2 separate regions of the Mus musculus genome follow, and region 2 is linked to region 1. A link is a contact called in public Hi-C data. All regions are on one chromosome and are shown on one strand. Each heading gives the region's core, a stretch centred on a gene start, on an enhancer-like site or on the middle of the called end of the contact. The rest is flanking DNA. Distances are from core to core; before and after follow the strand shown. Region 1 holds the start of Rps24 (ribosomal protein S24). Region 2 holds the start of Ghitm (growth hormone inducible transmembrane protein).

Region 1 (5,333 bases), core at 236-2,735:
TAGGTGTGGTGCCCCACTTGGGAGGTGAAGGCAGAAAGATCAGGAATTCAGGATCATTCTTGGCAATGCAATGGATTTTTCAAGACCTTGCATGGGCTTCGAAGGTCTGGTTTTAAAGAACCTAAAGCCTCACACACGAAAAACCTTATGAAAAAGTCACTAGCAACTCGTGGTGTCACGTCAATGCAATAGGGGTGAGTAGTTAAGGTTTCTGCTATTTCCCTGGTGTAAAGCAGGGATGCTGACTGAAAGGCCTTTTTTTTCTCATTAATTAATTTATTTACTTTACGCCCTGATCAAAGCCCCCACCCCACCCCGACCCCAATGGCTTTCTTAAATGCCTTCAAGATGAACTTTTTTGGAGACAAGTTTTACTTTATTTTATTCTTTTTTTTTTTTTGGTTTCTCGAGACAGGGTTTCTCTGTGTAGTCCTGGCTGTCCTGGAACTCACTTTGTAGGCCAGGCTGGCCTCAAACTCAGAAATCCACCTGCCTCTGCCTCCCGAGTGCTGGGATTAAAGGCATGTGCCACCACGCCCGCCCGGCACTTTATTTTATTCTTGAGTCAGCGTCTCACTGTGCAACCCTGATTGACCCAAAACTCTTTGTAGGCCTCAAACTCAGAGATCTGCCTTCCTCTACCTCTTAGGCCCTGCTTAGTGGAAACAATTTAAACCAACTACCTGCCTCTAAGATTTAAACTAGTGGTTCTTAGCCTTGCTAACGCTGCGGCCTCTTACTACAGTTCCTCATATTGTGTTAACTCTTGACTATAAAATTATTCCTGCCGGGCAGTGGTGGCGCACGCCTTTAATCCCAGCACTTGGGAGGCAAAGGCAGGCGGATTTCTGAGTTCAAGGCCAGCCTGGTCTACAGAGTGAGTTCCAGGACAGCACAGAGAAACCCTGTCTCAAAAAACCCAAAAATAAATAAATAAATACTTAAAAAATAAAATTATTCTCGTTGCTACTTAATTGTAATTACTTAATTGTAATTAATTTGCTGTGATTTTGACTTGTAATGTAAATATCTGTTTCCTGATGGTTTTGGGCAACCCTTGCAAAAGGGTCGTGACCCTTTGGCTGAGAACCGCCGATTTAAACAAATGACATTGAAAGCGAACTTTACTGGGTGAAGTAGCGCACATTTCTCAAATCCAACGTGCCTGGGAGGCAGAAGCAGGCCGTTCTCTTGAATTCGAGGTCAGCGTGATCTACAGCGATAGTTTCAGGGCAGCCAGGGCTATATAGTGAACTCCTGTTTCAGAAAACAACAAAATACAAATGCAGGACGGAAAAGAAGGGAATGGGAAATATACACGCGATTGTGTAACCATACATCAATTTGAGTGGATCCAATTCAGGCCAGCCAGAGCCCAGGTCTGGGGCGTGGCTAAGGGCTAGCGAGGCGTGGCTTCAAGTACTTTCGGTCAGGCATTGCTGTAGTCTACCCCAAGGCCTTAGCCACGCCCCCGCGCTGGGGTCCTTCCTTGCGCGTTGATATGATTGGTCGGCAGTGAGCGGTCCTCTTTTCCTCCTCTCCAGCTCCGGCGCCGTAGCCATCATGGTGAGTCTCCTCGGGCTCTCAGCACTATCCGTCGCTTATCCGCGCCATCCCTGCCTGTTCGGGGACCCCACTAGAGCTGCAGCCATCCGGGGCCCACTTACTCTGCTCCGGCCTGCCTCACGGAGGCCGGTCGCCCGGGGTCGCCGAGTCGCGGCTGTCCGGCACCGCCGTCCGGAACACGCCGGGCTTTGGGCTCCCGGGCCTCGGCTATGGAAACCCCTGTGGAGCTTCAGGGGCACGAGTGAGGCGGGCGCTGGCGGGCCAAGGTGACGAAGGCGCCTCCGGCTCTTGGGCCAGCGGACTGAGCGGTGGAGCAGAACTTGGGTGCCTCGGGGACCGCCAAAAAGTGGCCTTGTCCACTTCTCTGAGGCGGAGGACTGAGCCTTCCGCCACGCGCGGGCTGTTCTTTGACTCGTGCATGGTGCTATCGAGGTGACTTAATCCCGATTCCTCGAGTCGAGCTCGGAAGGCAAGCAGCCATGTGCAAGCTGCCGATTTGAGTTGATCTCTGCTAATTTTCGTGTCTGTTTAAGCTCGCTGAATGCCAGCTACTGCGGTACTTACTCTAATTAGGGAAGAAGTTGGCGAAGTCCTGTGTCTGGGTAGCCACTGAGAGATGCTGGGAACCACTGAGACTTCTCTCTCCAAGCACTAGAGGCATTGGTTGCAGCATGTAGAGAGTCCTGGTGGTGTCCAGTGTCAGGTGATCAGGGATTCTCAAATCAATATGTGAGATCACAAAATCAGTAGTACTTCAAATGATAGCCATAATCTAAAGTGAAGTTTGGATGACGTGAGAGAAAATGAGTTGTTTTATGGTAGTTTATGAGGCGCTGTCGCCTGCTTTGGGGCTTTTTTGCCTTTTCTTTCCTTTATAGCTTGTCCCCAATTCCTGCCTCTTTCTAGACTGCATTGCTAGTAATTGCTGAAAGGCCAGAGCAAAGGCAAGACGAGATTTTTAACATCTTACTGACTTGTGTGTTACCTGCAGAATGACACAGTAACCATCCGGACCAGGAAGTTCATGACCAACCGTCTGCTTCAGAGGAAACAGATGGTAAGGATCAGAGTCAAAATGTGGTCTTTGTGTCTGCTTTTGAAGATGTAGTTAACTTGTAAGGAGTACTGACTCTTACACCTCTTTATAGGTCATTGATGTCCTTCATCCTGGGAAGGCAACAGTACCAAAGACAGAAATTCGGGAAAAGCTGGCCAAAATGTACAAAACCACACCAGATGTCATCTTTGTATTTGGATTCAGAACCCACTTCGGTGGTGGCAAGACCACTGGCTTTGGCATGATCTATGATTCTTTAGATTATGCAAAGAAGAATGAGCCTAAACACAGACTGGCAAGAGTAGGTATCTTATTCTTTAATGGATACATGCCTGTAATCCCAGCCTGGACTGAGTTAGGATGGCAAGTTAGATTTTGTTTTCCAGTGTATATTGGGATACAATAAGCAGTTTGGGCCAAACTTGTGGTGTTCTACCTACCCACTAGCCCATCTCCATGCAGTTTCTCTGGCCTTCTGAACTGGAACTTAGCAGTCTTTACTGGGCTTTCTATTTCTAAGTAGTGGAATTGCAGGTGTGCACTGCCATACCTCACTGTTTTGTATGAGCCGTGCTGCCGTCCATGCCTAGGAAAAGTTGGTATCATTTAATGGGAAAGTTACCATATACAATATACAATGCACACATGGTACCTTTAAAAATGTACAAACTTCATGTAGTCCAAAATGGGTAACAAGCTTGGTTGATGGTCAGGATGCACCTGGCTGGCTTATTTCATTCTTTTAGGTGACTTCTCACTGTCGCCCAGGCTGACCTCCTCTGTCTCCAGCGTGGTGAGATTACAGGCATGGGTTGCCCACCCTGAGTTATTTTCTTGTTTGTTTCATTGGGTTGTTTATTTGAGGCATGGCCTTTAGCACAGGCTAGCCACAAACTGGGAGTTACTTTACCCAGTTTCATGAGTTCTTTAGTCCATTTACTCCTTGGTATGATGAATTCTCTACTATAACAGTTGGACATGAGGACTTCCTGAAGTTTTTTTTTTTTTTTTTTTGAGATAGGGTGTTGCCCTAGCTGGCTTCAAATCACAGGGATTATCCTGCCTGTCTCCCAGCTCTGGGATTAGAGGCATGTGCCACCACACCTGGCTAGGTATCTTAAAAAAAAGTGGTGCTTTGGGAATCTTGCTGAGAGCCTTGTGAAGATTCTGTCTAGAATGCCAAGAACAGATGAGTGGGTTAGGATCCGAGGTGGGGGTGGGGTGGTAGGGTTCTTAGTAAAAGTGTTCCTTCCTTCACTGGAGAAATAGAAATTGAAAGACAAGATGCTGAGCAGTGTTGTGGCAGGGTTTTTGGGTTTTTTGTTTGTTTGTTTGTTTTTTGTTTGTTTGTTTGTTTTTTGGTTTTTTTTGTGTAGCCCTGGCTGTCCTGGAACTCACTCTGTAGACCAGGCTGGCCTCGAAGTCAGAAATCCGTCTGCCTCTGCCTCCCAAGTGCTGGGATTAAAGGCGTACGCCACCACGCCTGGCTGTTGTGGCAGCTTTAAAAGGTTGAGCTGGTATCAGAGTGGTGAGGAAGGATTCCATTAAATGCACTCTTCTCTCATAGCATGGCCTTTATGAGAAGAAAAAGACCTCCCGAAAACAGCGAAAGGAACGCAAGAACAGAATGAAGAAGGTCAGGGGCACGGCGAAGGCCAATGTTGGTGCTGGCAAAAAGGTATGGTTCATGGCTGCTGCAGAAATGTCATTAGTTGTTAAGCTTAATATTTTCTGTGAGAAGGGGCTTTCTTTTCTAAATAATCTGTTTTGGTGTTTTTCTTTCCCCTCTTCTGGATTGCAGAAGGTAACGTTTTGAGAAGCTCTGTAGTGTGGTAGTATCATAGAGTAGATTGGCCCACCTCTTCTGCTCGTAGACTAGCACACTCCAACATAAGGCCACATTGATCCAGCGATCCTAGTGGCTGCTTTTAAGGCCTGATTGTTGTAGAAATTTTCTTGTTAGTTGACACAGTCCCCTCGAGGGAGAGCAGGTCATGCTCCCTGGGACTGCCTTTTTTTTTTTTTTTACATGGGCTGGTTTTTGAAGCAGTTGGATCAATGTGGCTTGTGCTTTCCTCTCCAGTTAGCTAAGATCACAGTGATTTTGAGTAGTAGCTGCATACCAGCTTTGCTAGCTAATCTTGTAGAATGGAATTTAAGGTGTTGGGTTGCTGAATAATCAAGTGTTCTGTGAATTTTTTCCCCTCTCCTACTGTCTGGATTTCTTGTTCAACAGAAATGAAATACCTAGCAGGTACTGCCATTGGGCACGGTGTGGGGTGTGCCACCTTCACTGAGCTGGCTCTGATGCTTTGCATGTTGGCTTTTAGATGATGGTTTTTATAGTACGGCTTGTTAAAGTGCCAGTGCCTGTTTTAAGTAGTGTCTTAACTATCAGAAGGAAAAGCTTACTCATATTTATGTTGGAGACCCCCAAAACACATGTTAGATGGAGGGAGGTGTCTTCTAAAGGAAGGTAGGTGCCCTGGTCTCCTTTAATTTGTAGTTAGAGTCTGGTATTCAGGAAATGGTCAAGACCAGTAGATTCCCTTGGGAATAATGGCATCTGATCCAAGCTGGTTGGCCCTAGCATTTCTGTTAACTAGTCTCCTGTTCGTAATAGAAAACTTTGAAGTAACCTTCTGACACTTGGTACTGTTTTCACCACATGCAGTTTAGTCGGGATGGCTCCCGTTTCACACTTAACACT
Region 2 (5,233 bases), core at 1,084-3,583, about 13 Mb after region 1:
CCAGGAACCATGAAACCCAATGCAAAGCACCAATCTCTTTTGGGTTATTGGATCCCCAAAAACAGAAGTACGACTTTTCTTGCAGAAAATACATATATACATGTTTGAATGTATTTTCAGGAGGCTGTTTGTGGACTAAACACATGCACAGGCTTCACATTAAATACTTAACTTCCACCTACTTTTAAAGATTTTTTCCATTGATGGTTCCAAGGCTGCCTCTTTCAGTTCTTGTCCAGTTTTCCCACGGTGAGTCCTAATTCTTGTCTTGGTAGCATATTCCTGACATAGACAAAAAAAGACATATCACCCAGAGCTACAATAAAACATAGGATCTTTTTAAACTAATGTAGTATGGACATAAAAGTTATCTAATATATTAGATATGGGAAAGGTGCAGGACCCCTCTTAAAGCATTTGTGATAAGGAGGGACTGGAATGATGTGAAGTGGCAAGGACAAAGCTCACTGGAAACTTTACTGTCACTTTAGAAAAATCACTGTTACAGTAACTAACTAAAGAGTAAGCTACTCCCAAGCAGTGAAACTCACAGAACAGCCCACTAATCAACCACCATTACCACCAAATTCTAAAACAGAAAATCTGAATGGGGCGGAAATCCATACTGGAAAAGCATGCTTTACCCTGCTGGGTGTTACGAGCCATTGGTTCTTTGTGATGGAATTCTTCACAAGTGGAGAGGCCTTGGTGATGAAAGTGGGCTGGAAAACCCTGGAAGGTAGTGTCCGGAGACACACAAGCCTTGCAGCCAACATGGTGGGCGATACACCGGTTTACTAAGCAGATCTGAAATGCTAGTTAGAAAGGTAGAGGGGGGAAAAATTTAGTTAATTAAGAAGGAAACATAGTAGCCAAAATCAGAAGAAACTTAATTTAAATAGAAGAAAAAAATCAGAACAGTGGCCTCATTAATTTTTAATGCTGTATCCTTCCCTTGTTCCTTCTGACTCAACAAATCTAGTTTAGAATGGGCAGCCAATGATATAAATCCAAGTTTGACCAGATATATGTAATACAGAATCAATGTTATTATGTTGACACAATCACAGATTTTACAAACATAGCTTGGCCTGATATTTACTCCATCATTCAATGAGTAAAAGTAAAAGAATCTGTGTGACATTTCAGCACAAGAAAAACATCATCCAGAGAAAAGATAACTAAACCACTCGAGACTAAAAACCATGAACAAAAGCCAGGCATGCAAATGTCTACCAAGTAGGTCAGATGTTACTTCCCTTTAAGATACGACAGATACATTCAAATTAAATTATTCCACTACATAACATTCAATCAAAATAAACAAAATTGCCCTGCTAGGTTTCCCTGTTAAAACACCTTCTGGTATTCTTAATAGGGTAACCCCTGCCCCCAACATTCTAAAATTGAATTGTCTCAGTTCCAGTTAGACTATATCGATAAATAGTTAAGTACACGCCTTTCTGCGATGCTAAAGGCACATTTCTGGTCAATGAGTTGTGATGAATTTTAGGCAAGTGATTTGTATTTCCGCTTTCTCCCCATTTGTAAAATATTTAAATACAAGAAAACTTGGCCAAAATGGGACTTTGAAATCGCCCATGAATTACCCTAAAACTATAGGAATGTAAAGAAGTTTTAACTAGCACCTCCAAAGTTAAGAATTTCCGGAACTACGAAGTGCACACAGCTCTAGGCATCTGACCTTGCGGAAAAAACCCGGAGCCCTTTTGGTACTTTCATGCCATTACATCATCTCAACCTATGGCTTCAGCTTACTGACCCGAACAGAGCCTACCTAGTCTGCGTGGCCTTATGTCGTGGAACAGCCAAGAGGGTTATCTGCCATATATTTAAGTGCAGATTCTGGACGTCTGAAACCGGCTCCTGGGCTGGGTCTCTACGAACTAGTGGCGACCCTTCCTAACGCTTCCTTGAGCTTGAGTGTTCGGATGCGCCCGGTCCTCCCCTCTCACCGCTAGCCCGCTGCCTCCGCGTCCACGCACCACCCCCACGGCACCCGATCGCCGACAGCTAGGGCCCCCGCGCGGGTCCCCGAGCGGCTGACTCAGCATCCCTCTGCCCAGGGAGATGAAGAGCGAGGACGAGCCCGGCCTTCCCGCCCCGCCCGTAGCAGCCAGCCCAGATCCCGCTGTGCCGACGCCCGTCACAAGGACTGGAATTCTCAGGCCTCGCGAGGCAGTACCTCAGCTCCGGTCACCTCTACCACGGGGCTCCCTTCCGGGTCACCGAAACTCAGAGTGTGCGACCTCCCTCTGCCCGCTCCTCCGCAACCGCGCGACTCACAGCGTCACGCAATATCCGGACAAAAGGTAAATAGTACAAGCAGCCAATCGAGAGCAGGCTTCTAACGGAAGGGCGGGCGCAGTGGCGAAGGCGGGGCTTGGTTTGGAGACCGGACCAATGGAAGTTTGTGTTTCGAAAACGTCACAGTCAGCGTCCTTTCTGGGTCCGAGTAAGGAAGCCGACACTGGCAAACGCTTTGGGCATCTGCGTTGTGCGTTGTGCGCACTCGCTGCCAATAGGTGTGGGGGCGAAAAAGGGAGTTGGACTGGTTGGCAGCGCACTCCTTAAGTCCCACTTTTTGGGGAGGCAGGTAGATCGCTGTGAGCTCTAGGCCAGCTTAGAATTACTTTTGTTATTGGATTTAGGTTTAACAATGAATTTTCACATTTAAATTGGATTTTGTTCTATTTAAGAGTCATTCTTAAAACACGTTTTACGCCGAGAGTAATTAGTTTGGGTTAATCGTCTAGTCGCGTTGGCTGGCACGAAATTAACTAACCCTTAGAGGTATAATTTAGTCAGACTTTCGTTAACTGCTTAATTTTTATCACTGCTGGGGCTGTGGCTAGGCAGGGTGTCTTGAGCTATGTGAGAGGTACTTGACGCGCTCTCCTTTTCATTCATTATGCAAATGTTAAGGGATTTGATACTGGTTTAGTGAGTTCTGCATATATTAATTTACTTTGAATTAATTATAAGGCCAGGACCAAATCTTTTGTATTTATGGAATGACAGAACCCACCTAGGCATTTTCACTACTTTGCTTTAGCTATTATGCTACATGAACTCATGTATGAACATATCAATACACAAAATTAACTTGAGCATTTTAATAAAGTTTATGTTTTTATAACTTATGATCAATTTTTTTTTTGTATGTACTGAAAACTAAGCCTTAATTTTAGGAACTTTTAGAAGTTAGATGGATAGTTAAACAATCATTGGTTGAGTTTCTTGTTTTGGGCGTTTAGCCAGAAAATAACGCCAATGGTCTATATAGTAGTGAGTTTCAGAATGGCCAGAGTAAGACAGACCTAGTCTGCGGCAGGGGCTGGGGGTGGGGCATAGTGTCAAAATTGAATAACACATTTTTTCTAATTGCCATAAAAACATTCCTACCAAATGTGGCATTTTTTTTTTTTTTAAATTAGAGCCAACCTGCTTCTTGAGTGTACTACTGATGGTGAGATCTAGAGGGGTTTATTTCCGAGTTTTTCTTTCCTTTCCTTTCCTTTCCTTTCCTTTCCTTTCCTTTTCTCTTTTTTTTCTTTTTTCTTTTCTCTTCTTTCTTTCTTTCTTTTTCTTTTTTACCTTTTGACTTTTCAATGACATTTTTGTTTGTTTGTTGTCAAGCTTCAGGCTCCACTTGAGTAACAGAATACATACAAACCACTCTTCTTGTGAAGGTTTTTATTTATTTTATTTTATTTTATTTTATTTTATTGTGTGTGTGTGTGTGTGTGAAGGCTACTGAAATGCCTCAGTGGAAAATAATTTATTACAATAAGAGACATGTCTCTTTTATTTTTGGTTAGGAGCCTGACCTTTAGTGCTTGAGCCATCTTTTCAGCCCAAGAGGTTATTTCTTGGTATCCATGAAAGAGCACCCTCCTACAACTTTTGATAGAATCAAACCAAGAATACTTCCAGTGTTGCACAAAGGAATACACAAGCAAAGTGAAAGTAGATCGGTATAGCAAACTATTTTTGTTAATAAATAAAAAAGTATGTGTGATGGTTTATATGTGTTTGTTCCAGGGAGTGGTACTATTAGGAGGTGTAGCCTTGTTCGAATAGATGTGTCACCGTGGGCATGGGCTTTGATACCCTAGTCCTAGCTGCCTGGAAGTCAGTATTCTGCTGCTGCCTTTAGATGAAGATGTAGAACTCTCAGCTCCTCCTGCACCATGCCGGCCTGTATGGTGCCATGCTCTCACTTTGATGCTAATGGACTGAACCTCTGAACCTGTAAGCCAGCCCCAATTAAATGTTGTCCTTATAAAAGTTGCCTTGGTCATGGTGTCAGTTCACAGAAGTAAAACCCTAACTAAGTGTGCAACAACCTAAAGCAGGATATCGAGCATATCTGGCAGGAAGTTCACTTGCTTTTTACTCACACCAGGATGACTCTCTCTGTTCCCCATTGACTGGGGAGCCACCTTACAACCTTTATGATTAACTAGTTTTAAAAGAATTTGTGCAAAGAAATGGAGAAAAATGAGAAGGTAACAGCCTTTTAATTCACCCAAATTCTTGATTACTTCAGGGCTTTTGCATAAACAACAGTTTTATCCAGTGGTGTGATGGTGAGGCATTAAAACATTTGCCTAAAGGTATTACAAGAAATGTGAGTGGGAGCCTGATAAAAACGTTTGCATCAAAGTCTTACAAGGTGGACTGGAGAGATGGCTCACAGGTTAAGAGCACTGTCTGCTTTTCCAGAGGTTCTGAGTTCAATTCCCAGCAACCACATGGTGGCTCACAGTCATCTGTAATGAGATATGGTGCCCTCTTTTGGCCTGCAGGCATACATGCAGGCAGAACGCTGTATACACAGTAAATCTTTTTTTTTTTTAAGTCTTACTGAAAGGAAATAAAACTGTAATTCATGTAATGTATGTTAAATAGCCCAAAGAGTTGTTTCTGAGCTTTGAAACCTGGGGCTGAGAACATAGCAGAACAGACCAGGACATGCCCGGGCAAGCCCATCGCCTCCCTAGCTCCCACCCCTCTGACCTAAGTTAAATGTTACAGGCTGCTGATGTTTAAATGGACCAATCATGTGGAACTGTGCCAATTCCTCCCCCAGCCCCACTCCTTTTCTATAAAAACCCCTAGCTTCCAAGCCTCGTGGTCGAATCCACTGTCTCCTGTTATGTGAGATACGTTTCGACCCGGAGCTCCGCCATTAAAAAACCTCTTGTTG

The links. Hi-C and Micro-C count contacts between places; a contact is called where the count stands out from the background.
Region 2: a contact with region 1 is called in a Hi-C map of B cells, with 5 read pairs. The contact joins the promoter of Ghitm here to the promoter of Rps24 in region 1. A contact is called at or near these places in 2 of 484 Hi-C or Micro-C datasets (B cells and CD4 T cells).

The regions. Positions count from the first base shown.
Region 1 is chr14:24,489,193-24,494,525 of GRCm38.p6, forward strand. Rps24 (ribosomal protein S24) reads left to right here and starts at 1,486. Exons shown (of 6, transcript NM_011297.3): 1 at 1,486-1,566; 2 at 2,558-2,623; 3 at 2,715-2,924; 4 at 4,191-4,301. The coding sequence starts at 1,564.
Region 2 is chr14:37,132,989-37,138,221 of GRCm38.p6, forward strand. Ghitm (growth hormone inducible transmembrane protein) reads right to left here and starts at 2,334. Exons shown (of 9, transcript NM_078478.5): 1 at 2,207-2,334; 2 at 645-815; 3 at 183-282. The coding sequence starts at 776.